Regions from separate parts of the Zea mays genome. Here all the other regions are linked to region 2. Evidence: chromatin contacts called from public Hi-C data. All regions are on one chromosome and are shown on one strand. The core of a region is the stretch at or near the end of the contact, and the rest is flanking DNA. Distances in the headings are between cores, read along the strand shown. Region 1 holds the start of AMADH1A (Aminoaldehyde dehydrogenase 1a). Region 2 holds the start of LOC100281617. Region 3 holds the start of LOC103653446.

Region 1 (3,553 bases), core at 803-3,302, 290 kb after region 2:
CACCATGACACCCTCAATGATCCACAATACTTGCCCAAGGTATTCTCGTTATTGCTCTTCATCGCTTCATTAGCCTGTTGTGTTGTCATCTTACTTCTCAGAGTTGTCTACTACAATTGGTAGGGAAGGGGTTCCGATGGATAAAACTGCAGCATCTGCACCACTTCTCAATGCTATCTTGGATGGAGATTGACGCAAATGATACAGGACTTGAAAACTCAATGCTTGGAGCACTTTAATCAGGAATGGTCAATCTAAAGTTCAATGTTTCAGCATAGTTCTTATCCTAGAACTTCTCTTTAAAACCCTTCCTCTATTGATAACAGGTAGCCACATTTAACTGAAAGTCAATGTGCTCATCAGCCTTTCATTCGTTGCTTCTTCTCATTGCGTATTGCATTGCTTCTTCTCATTGTATACTGCAAATGTGTGAGTATATGCTAAAATACTAAATCACAATCTTTTACTTTCTCAACAGGTTCTTGGTGTCAGTGACCACATTTTGGTTTAGTTACAATGACTATAGCATGACTTTACGACATTCCCTCAAGCATCTAGTTTTTTTACCATATGGATATGTATGGATACAATATATATATAGCAATTAGTTTTATTGTCTATCCCAATTAAGAATGGCCACAATGTAGCATTTGATTGCCATACACCTCTAATCTATCCTACATAAGCAAGAATATGTTAATACAGCGGCAGTTTGTTACATTACCTGAATTTATTTATTAAAATGGCCATTAAAAAGGGTGTTTTGTTACCTATATGAACACATATTGCACTATATACAAATTGAACTGTGAACCATGAAATCATTGAAAGGATGTTTTCGTATTAGAAAAGGTTAGCTGGTTTACTTTCAGAAATGAATTTATCAGTGAGGCAACTATTAGATACCTTTTTAAAAAATATATAACATTTTAGTTCACTTTTAAAAAGGGATTAAAACATCATACCAAGGTAAAATAACCAACTTTAGTCGCTGCAGCATTGTTTTGATGTAAAAAAAAGAGGTTAGTATTACAGGCTCCTTCCTTGAACACTAAATCCTATAAGTACTTCGATGCCCTATATGTCATTCCTCCAATTGCAGTCAGTACATAGTTTACCTCCTTTATTATAATATATAAATTTAACAATGCATTTTATAGCTTCTTTCTTCGATATTTAGAAGCTCAAAAAAAGTGTTCAACTGTGTAGGAACAGTGAGATCAATGATTCAATGCCTGCACCTAGATATGACATGTGGTGATTTTGTTGACTGTACTTTAAACTCAAGTTTTGAACAACTCATTAAACTCAAATTGTGAACAACTCATTGTAACACATAACTGTTGTCTTTTCTACAATGTTCACTATTATCTTGTGTATGGTTTCTATTATGCTCCTAGAACCTTCATTGCAGCCGTCGAGTTTTTTTTGCATGTGTATATATATGTCCGAACCTCGTGGTGCAAAAAAACATGAAAAATGTTGAAAAACAGGTATTATGCTGGTAAAGGCATATGTGGTTGCAGACATGTTCAACTAATATCCTTTTTTCACATATTTGCCAATGATCCGATTATTGTTTTTAAACTTTCTTTACCATGAAGATTACTAATTGTATATTGTTATAATTCAAGTTTAGTTATATTCCTTCTTCATATAAAAGTATCCTACAATAAAAAATTGTGCGCGCTCTGGCGTGCGCCAACCACCAGTATATATATAAAGTGAAGGGGTAAATAGCGTTAGTCAGAAAAAGACAACATTGTATTGGTCACAACATTATATAACATGTTTTGTAACGATAGCGTTAGTGCAGAAAAAGGTACGCATCTGAAACGGACGTGCCAGCAAAAACCGCCACGTGCTGAACCGCCTGCCGCACCGCACTAGCGTCCGCAACAGCAGGAGACGTCCTCGCTTTCCACCTGCACAGAGCGCCAGGGCCGTAGCGTGCCGATCGCTCGATCCCACCAACTGAGGCCACTGTCTAGTTGCCGACTCTCCTCGCAGGCCGCAATCTCGCAGACACGCACCGTCGCGGTATCCGTATCGCCAGAGTCCTCACGGATGGCCTCGCCAGCGATGGTCCCGCTGCGGCAGCTCTTCGTCGACGGCGAGTGGCGCCCGCCCGCGCAGGGCCGCCGCCTCCCCGTCGTCAACCCCACCACCGAGGCTCACATCGGTGAGTAAGCTCCCCCGATCACTGTCGCCTTCTATTATTATACTCTACTAGCTTTTTACTTGGCCTGGCGCTGATGCGCTGGGTTTCGCGTGCGCGCGCAGGCGAGATCCCTGCGGGCACAGCGGAGGACGTGGACGCCGCGGTGGCGGCGGCGCGGGCGGCGCTCAAGAGGAACCGTGGCCGCGACTGGGCGCGCGCCCCGGGGGCCGTCCGGGCCAAGTACCTCCGCGCTATCGCCGCCAAGGTACGCTGGTCCTCTTTGCTCTAGCCTAATTGGGCCAGAAACCACTCCTGTGCTGTGCCTCTGCTTCCAATGGTTGGTACCTACTAGCCCCTAAGCTAGTAAGTTATTCAGAGTGGATTGAATGTGTGACAACTAAGTAGGGGGTGTTTGGGAGTGAAGTTTTTTCAAAGTTTTAGAAGAATACTGCAGTATTCTCAAAAACTATAGTATTATATACTAAAAAGGTGTTTGGCAAGCCAGCTAAAATCTCTGTTTTCAAAACTAAAGTATTACAAATACTGCAGCTCTTTTGAAGTATTCTAAACTTATGTTTATACCTCAGTTTTCTCTGTAAAACGCAGCGTGCACATCTCTCCCACGTGCAAAAAAATACTTTGCTTCCAAACACCTCTATGTATTCAATACTGTGGTATTCTAAAACTGTAGTATTTTAAACTGTGGTATTGTCATGACTAAAATATACCGTAGTATTTCAAAAACCGTGGTTTCCAAAAACTTTGTTCCCAAACAGGCCCGTACTTGTGAAATATACGTTGGTTTCCGTACACTCCATTACTGTTTCTGCGTTACATGAGCAGAGGCACAGAAAGTACAAATTAAACTCCTCCAATTGTAAACCAATCTATTCAGGGGAAATCCTTATGTTCTGCTTTTGGTGTGAACAAACTATTGCACTTCCCATCAATACAGGGTGTGTTAGCTTTATTATCAACTCCAATTTCAAAACACCTCAAAAGATCTTTCTCTTTAAACTTCAATTGAGAAAGTCTTGTAACATTTGGCTGGGCCATCAAAGTTTTGTTCAAATATATTCACATATGTCACATTTTGTGTATAAGAATGTCTTCTTATTCAGGTGATTGAGAGGAAACCTGAGCTGGCTAAGCTAGAGGCACTTGATTGTGGGAAGCCTTATGATGAAGCAGCATGGGACATGGTATGTGACACCTTATGGAAGTGCAATTTATTTTCACTAGCTTGCAATTACAATCTGTTTGGTATTCCATTTATCAGGATGATGTTGCTGGGTGCTTTGAGTACTTTGCGGATCAGGCAGAAGCCTTGGATAAAAGGCAAAATTCCCCAGTTTCTCTTCCAATGGAAACTTTTAAATGTCATCTCCGAAG
Region 2 (3,501 bases), core at 275-2,774:
TGCAGGAATATATGCCCCACCAGCAGTGCAAGAACCCAAGACTACTGCAATCTGAGGGATACCATCTGAAGACATCTTAGCTTGATTGTAGAATATCCGGCCAAAATTATCACGGTCAGGGAAAACGTCAGCCTGCCTGGGGAGATTAGCACCTCCGCTGTCAACGAGATATATGCAAGGCAGTTTGCACTCCGAAGCTATTTCCTGTGCTCGCAGATGCTTCTTGACAGTAAGAGGATAGTATGTGCCACCCTTAGTGGTTGGGTCATTGGCCACAAACATACATAACCGTCCATGAACAGGTCCTATGCCAGTTATTATACCTGCTGATGGTAATGCTTCATCATAAACATCTGAGCCTGCAAGCTGTACATAAGAACTTAACATCAGCGGTTGCAGTCTAGAACAAGAAGTACAGTAACGAAAACAAGTTTATATTCTAGGCCATGCTCTTAGATACTGACATTACCCCCCTGGCCCCCCACTGGTAGAACTTGGAAGACACTGGGCGTCTCAGTAGCTCATGTCCAAGTCCAAGCACCAACTATTGACATGCGGGCCTAGTATATCTATTTTGAGGCCGATACAGTATTCATGAGGAGTTGAGGACTGGACAGGGTTGTGGTGCCACAATAGCACAGTTTGGGCTTTGGAGTCACAAAAAGGGCGATATACCATGCATCGTGGAGGAGCATTGCTATGCTACCCTAGATTGCAATTGTTTGCTGAAAAGGAGTGAATAGCAGCCGATACAAACAATATGAAGAAATTTAAGCCTCTTGCTCTCCCCTGATCCCCAATTCATAGCATTACGGGCTAGGCCAATCATACAGGCAATAGAGTTCACTTCACAATGCGGCCAGATCAACGCAAGGAAGACGAGGGTCCGAGCGGGAGCGGCGAGCGAAACCTGCGAGAGCTCGAGGAAGGACGCGCCGGGGTCGAGCAGTCGGTCGATGCGGTCCCGCGGGAGCAGCTTCCCCCGCGCCGCGTTCCGCCTCACCGCCTCGGCGCCTCCCCCGCGCAGCACCTGCACAAGAGAGGGCACACTCCCAGTCTTCAATCAGGGGACACAGAGCACGCTCGAGGAAGTGTGGGGCCAGCACCGGCACCTGGGAGACGCGGGCGCGCAGGTCGGAGAGCAACCCGCCGACGGCGGCCGTGTTGCGCTGGTACGCGTCGGAGCCCCTTTCGAGGGTGTCCGGGAGCACGGAGGCCGAGGCGGGCGCTGCTCTCTCGTGGACCGCCGACGCCGTCGCCGCTGCCGAGGAGGAGCGGTACGCGACGGCCGGGGATAGCAGTAGCTGTCGCCTCGCCGCGGCGAGTCGGCTGAGCATGGCTCGGCTCGTGGGTAGGTTCCGCGATTTCGTGGGGGGTCGGAGTTTTCAGGTTCGGTGGCGCTACTGCTGTAGTGCTGCTGGAGCTGGGCTGCAGTGTCTTCCCATTCCCAGCCCCGGTGCTGCCCTCGCCGCGAAGCTCGTGCACGCAAGTCGGTGCGGATAATGATCTGATGACTAGACGCCGCGCTGGGGCACACGACGTCACCACCAGACATGGGCAAAAGCTATTATTATCATGGATCTGTATCAATTTATCATAACCGGATGTGGTGTTGGCAGAGCATGGGAGCAGGCGGCACACAGCACGATGCGTGGGAACGACGGTAGGGGTAGGGCAGTACAAAATGCTCTCCTCGACTTGAATGAATCGGGTCGTTTGAATTTTTCTCGACCTTACCTGTTATTATAGCTCGATTAGTTAATAAACCAGTTCGATTTATTAAACAGCCACGTCACAAGTTAAATGATCTATCACGTTTTAGCAAAATAAAACTATATATATATCATTTACATAACAATTATTGAATATGTTATATATATATAGAGAATTGCTAGTTTGCTACGCATAGCACTGGTTTGTTGTGCTATAAACGGCCACAGCCGCACGATGGAGGAGTCGATGGCTGGATGTGGATTAGCCTCCCGCCGCTGCCGCAGATTGCGCGGGGCCCATGATCTTCGTCCTTTGCAGGCGTTAGCATGGGACACAACTCCGTTAACAAGTAAAACGTCTCGTTCCCAACCAAATCTCCGTCTGGCTGCGCTTTTCATCTGCGGAGCTCGCTATCGCTGTTTCCATCCATGGTACAGACAAGCGTTTCCTTCTTTATCATGCAGACATCCTTCTTTATTTGCAAAAATGTAAAAGGCTAGAGGTTTGCCATAGTACAGAGGCAGCGTATCATACAACTGTATTTGCAATTGCACTCGGGTTCACAAGTTTTATTTATGAGGGCTATGTCGTCTCCTACAGAGAAGGCATATTTTGTCCTCTCGTACAGCCAGCAGCTCTCAATTAAGAACAAGACACTGAAATAATAAACAAAAGGCAATAGTCTGAATCAAAAAAATATATATGAATATCTTTAGAACTGGAGAATACCATTAGTATCAATATAGTGAAGCATCTTCAGAACACATAACCGATATTTTGCAGCAATCTGAATAAAAAAATTACATGAGCATCTCCTAAAACATTGAACCATTAGTTCGACAGACTGACATCTTCAGTATCATCATCATCAAAATCTACACTGGCCTCTTCTGATAAATATTGTGCATTGTCCTCTTCTCTGTTAGTCTTGCCTTTTACATTCTTCAGCTACAAATTAAAAACAAGTAGTAAGTAACCCAAAATAGGAAAAATAATTATAAATTAAATAATTACCCTTTCTGGGCATGTTCTAGCATTATGGCCTCCTTTCTTGCTGCCACAAATGCCACATGTTCGTGGTTTCTTCGCATTTGAACGTGGCTCTGAAGGTGGTTTAAATCTTTGTGGTTGCTTTCTCTTCCCCTTGCATTGTGACATCGGTGGATCAAATATCATTTTTGAAAGATCTGTTGTGCAAGCGAGATCTTCACATGTCTGTGTTTCATGATCAATATCCATCGATTCCATTTGTTGCTCAGCCCCATCTAAGAATTCCTGAAAATAGGTAAAAGCTCCGCGAGACTTTGATGCCATCTTAAGTAACTTCATCACTCTAGGCTTTAGTGTAGCAAACCTTATGGTTTGTTGCTCTTCACTTCCCCCGAGCTCCATGCTCCTCTCTATTTTTGATCTTTTTGCCAATGCATTAGCATCTTTGCACCACCGTTTCATTATATATGTAGTTGGAAAGTGAACCATATTTACATGATGCATAACCTTAATGGCATGTGAACACAACAATCCCTCAAACTCATATCCTTTGCAGCTGCAAGAAATTAGTTCCTCAAATTTGTTGACATTTACTGTATATGTTTCTGGGATCATATTGTCAATCATTGGGTGGTAACTAATTCTAACCTCATATAGGGTATCATTCTGAATCTCTGTAATTTCTCCAAGTTGGGAATTTTTAAATGTAACTTGAACTCTTTCAGCACTTTGGTTGTGTAACATTGAGAGGCATCTTTCTCAATTCGATGTAGTGATGATAAATTTGGTACAACATTG
Region 3 (3,315 bases), core at 420-2,919, 440 kb after region 2:
TATATATACATGCAAGCCTCTTATAAAATGCTGTAGGCAAGGTTCAAGAGAAAGCATTTGATGTTATCGTTCGCCTATAAAATATAGTAGTTCAAAGAGAAACCACTTGATGTTTTAGTTTTCGTCTTCAATGTGGCTGACCTCGACGACGTAATCCCTCATGAGCTTTGTGTTGGCCTCATCAACCATCTGCAGACAGTGGAAGACAAAAGAGCATAGAAAATTACAACGCTAAATATATAGTACTGTTGCTTTTTCTGAAATTCTTACTGACTACGATCTATCTTTTGGTGGTAATATTTGACACAATTTTACTGAGCAAAAAATTTATGGAATACTACGGGTCATAACTGAGACACTTTAAGAAGTTTAGTCTGTCGAAATTTATTATTAGCAAGTAATAGACCCATATAGTAGATGGAGCAGAAGATTAATAAAAATTCAACGTACCTTGAAGGATAATTCCTTCAAATTGTCCCACTCGAACTCGTTCTTCACATATGCAGATCGGACCTGCAGTCGCATCAATTCATCTGACAAAGTGAGAATCCCTTTCGAACACATATTGTGAAAACTAAGTTTAATTAGAATATGATCAGTACGCACCTCCAGAATCCTCAAGGCTGTTTGTTTCCAAGAGACGAAACCACACATGCCTCAGTAATTTCATACACTGTTTCATCAAAGGATCAAGAAAGTAAAACAGTGTGTGGTTAAAAAAGAACTAGACTTGCCTAGTCCCTTGAGCCTTGGAGACTCGCGCATGAGCTTTTCGCAGAAAATCTCGGCGTCGTTCAGGGAGGTGCGGCTGATGAACTCCTTCAGCTCCAAGTACGCTTCCCTATTGTAACTCTTTTTTTTTATCGATGATCCAAACAAAAGAATAAAAAAAGGAATCAAAATCTGATAACCGTTTCGAGTCCCTTTGGCGATCACTCAGGATATCGAACTATCGAAGTGCTGTTGAACAAAAAGGAACAGCCAGTCTCGTCCAGAAGGCGACAAGGCCAACCTCAAGCTGTGCTAGGACAATGCTGACAGCGATGTAGTTAAAGAAGTGCTGGAGGTTGATCGCCGCCTTCCGCTCCGGTGAACCCTCCCCAAAGCCTGAATCGTCACCAGCCGCACAGCCATAGTAAGCGCGGGGCGACTATGTAGTGCAGTCGCTAGAGTGGATGCAGATGGAGAGTCGGTCGAGAGGCGAACGGCTACCTACCGGGAACGTACATCTTGCTGCACCTCGCCGGCGCCGCGGAACTCGCGAGCCGGCGCCGCCGCTCCGTCGCCCTCCTGCTCCTCAAGAACGACCGTACCCGCACTTGCACGGGGAGGAGGACGCGCCCAACCCCGGCGCCCTGGAGCGGAAGGACGACGGCACCGCGCTCCATGACCAAGAACCGCACGCTCACTCTGCTCTAGCGCCCGCTCTTCACCGATGCCAGATAGGCGCCGCGCGGATATGGAGTCAAAAATGCCGCAGGAGATATTTACCGGGTAGAGTAACGGGTCTGCGCCACCGCACATGTCGCGGCCGTGACACGGTGACAGTGGATAAACCGTGCAGCGAAGAGATCTTAAATTAGGTCCTATTTTAAAATATAATCGATTTTCTAAAATATAGGAGTAATTTGTTTTAGAATAAAGATATATATATATATATTTAATAATTAATCTATAAATATAGAATGTGAATGGAAGAAAAAAAGAGGTATAAAGAAGACGGAGGTGGGAGGGACCGAGAGAGTATAGCGTCTGTTTCGCACCAACCGAATAGTCACATAAAATTCCGTTTGCCCAAACCTAGAGCTACCTCCGCCGCCGCCGCCGGCAATCAAGACAGCTGATGGATCCTATGCAGTCATCGGTGAGAGGCCGCAGGTCTTCGTTGCATGCTGATGCTGTCATAACTATTGGAGGAGTCCGACCTGCACCACCCCCACAAACATCCACACAACATGTATGTCAAGATGAGGCAATGGTCAGCAGCGGGGATCCCTCTTGGATGTCTGGTTACAGGTACGCAATCCAGGTTCAGCAGTCAATCGAGTTGGTTGGTTCATGTACATCCCTATCGGACAAACCAAATCCCATGATCCAACTCCATTTGTTTGTCCAGCCAAAATTCACAAATTAAATCTATAGCTCCACAACCCTAATGCTAGTTAGTTCATGCATATATCACTGTGTGCTTTTATTAAGACTCATAGTACTATTTTGGATTAACCACGGCATCAATGGCAGTATTCCAGCCATTGAGTTGCAGTGATTCAGTTTTTGTTTTCTACGGCAGAGTATAGCACACTACTAATCCGAACATCGATGTTGGTGGTGCCAGTTGATTAGCACTGGTAACTTTTCAGCTGAACACATTGTTTTTTATCACTTTGATAGGCTGAGTTAACATCATCGTTGTCGTCCTTGTCAGCAGGTGGGGCCTGCGGTTATTAGAAATGCACTTCAGTGACTAAACTGAGCAACTCAGAGGTTCATTTTTTTTAACAGAAAGGGTTTCCTCCCATTTCATTAAGAAATAGGCAACGAGTTTCATATATTACCAACACGAGAACTACGACTTAGAAGACTGTCAATCGAAGAAGGCCGGCGAAACTACTCCTAATCAGAAAACCATCCTGAAAAGGAAAATATGCCCAACCAACCATGACCAATGCTAGCTAAGTCAGAACCTATTACATGGGGGAAAAACACACCCTAGCGGGTTACAGCTAACCACGCTTCCCATAGAAACTCAAACTTTTAAACGGGGCGAGAGTTCTGCATCATCCGATCACCAGGTGAACTGAACATAATTAGAAAGAGCATCACCATTAACAGTTCCAAAAGGTAGATGTTTGTCCAAAAGAACAGCAAGAAGCCGCGCCATCCACTGGAGCAATGACACAAATCAGCCACAGATGCTGACATCGATGATGTTGGTTCCAGTTGATTAGCACTGGTAACTTTTCAGTTGAACACATTGTTTTTTTATCACTATGATAGGCTGAGTTAACATCATCATCGTCGTCCTTGTCAGCAGGTGGGGCCTGTGGTTATTAGAAATGCACTTCAGTGACTAAATTGAGCAACTCAGAGGTTCATATCTCATATATTGAACCATATGGTTCATAACTTTAGTGCACAATAAATAATTCACGTCAGCAATCACCATAAACTAACTATGTGCACATATAAAATGGCTAACCATTTTTAGCCAAAAATCACAAAGAATTGGCACAAAACTTGAGTTCATTTATAGATTTCACCCAAAATAATAGTTAAGAAATTATACCTGTGCATCAGCAACATCAGGAGTTGAAC

The links. A called contact is a pair of places that touch in the nucleus more often than the background predicts.
Region 1: a contact with region 2 is called in a Hi-C map of leaf, with 8 times the contacts expected there. The contact joins the promoter of AMADH1A here to the promoter of LOC100281617 in region 2. A contact is called at or near these places in 8 of 25 Hi-C or Micro-C datasets (bundle sheath, ear, endosperm and 3 more) and 2 of 3 datasets of contacts at active chromatin or transcription factors (leaf and seedling).
Region 3: a Hi-C map of ear shows a contact between it and region 2, with 2.2 times the contacts expected there. The contact joins the promoter of LOC103653446 here to the promoter of LOC100281617 in region 2. A contact is called at or near these places in 2 of 25 Hi-C or Micro-C datasets (ear and tassel).

What each region holds. Positions count from the first base shown.
Region 1 is chr4:82,464,087-82,467,639 of Zm-B73-REFERENCE-NAM-5.0, forward strand. It overlaps AMADH1A (Aminoaldehyde dehydrogenase 1a), which reads left to right and starts at 2,053. Exons shown (of 15, transcript NM_001164335.1): 1 at 2,053-2,182; 2 at 2,284-2,426; 3 at 3,283-3,363; 4 at 3,441-3,553. The coding sequence starts at 2,068.
Region 2 is chr4:82,174,588-82,178,088 of Zm-B73-REFERENCE-NAM-5.0, forward strand. LOC100281617 reads right to left here and starts at 1,525. Exons shown (of 10, transcript NM_001154536.1): 1 at 1,113-1,525; 2 at 911-1,030; 3 at 1-366. The coding sequence starts at 1,337.
Region 3 is chr4:82,612,648-82,615,962 of Zm-B73-REFERENCE-NAM-5.0, forward strand. LOC103653446 reads left to right here and starts at 1,670. Exons shown (of 2, transcript XM_008680350.3): 1 at 1,670-2,016. The coding sequence starts at 1,844. It overlaps LOC100277780, which reads right to left and starts at 1,459. Exons shown (of 6, transcript NM_001349957.1): 1 at 1,217-1,459; 2 at 1,013-1,107; 3 at 735-852; 4 at 607-623; 5 at 451-513; 6 at 1-189. The coding sequence starts at 1,388. The coding sequence ends at 115. It overlaps LOC103653445 (a long non-coding RNA gene), which reads right to left. Exons shown (of 5, transcript XR_002269122.3): 4 at 3,287-3,315; 5 at 2,532-3,041.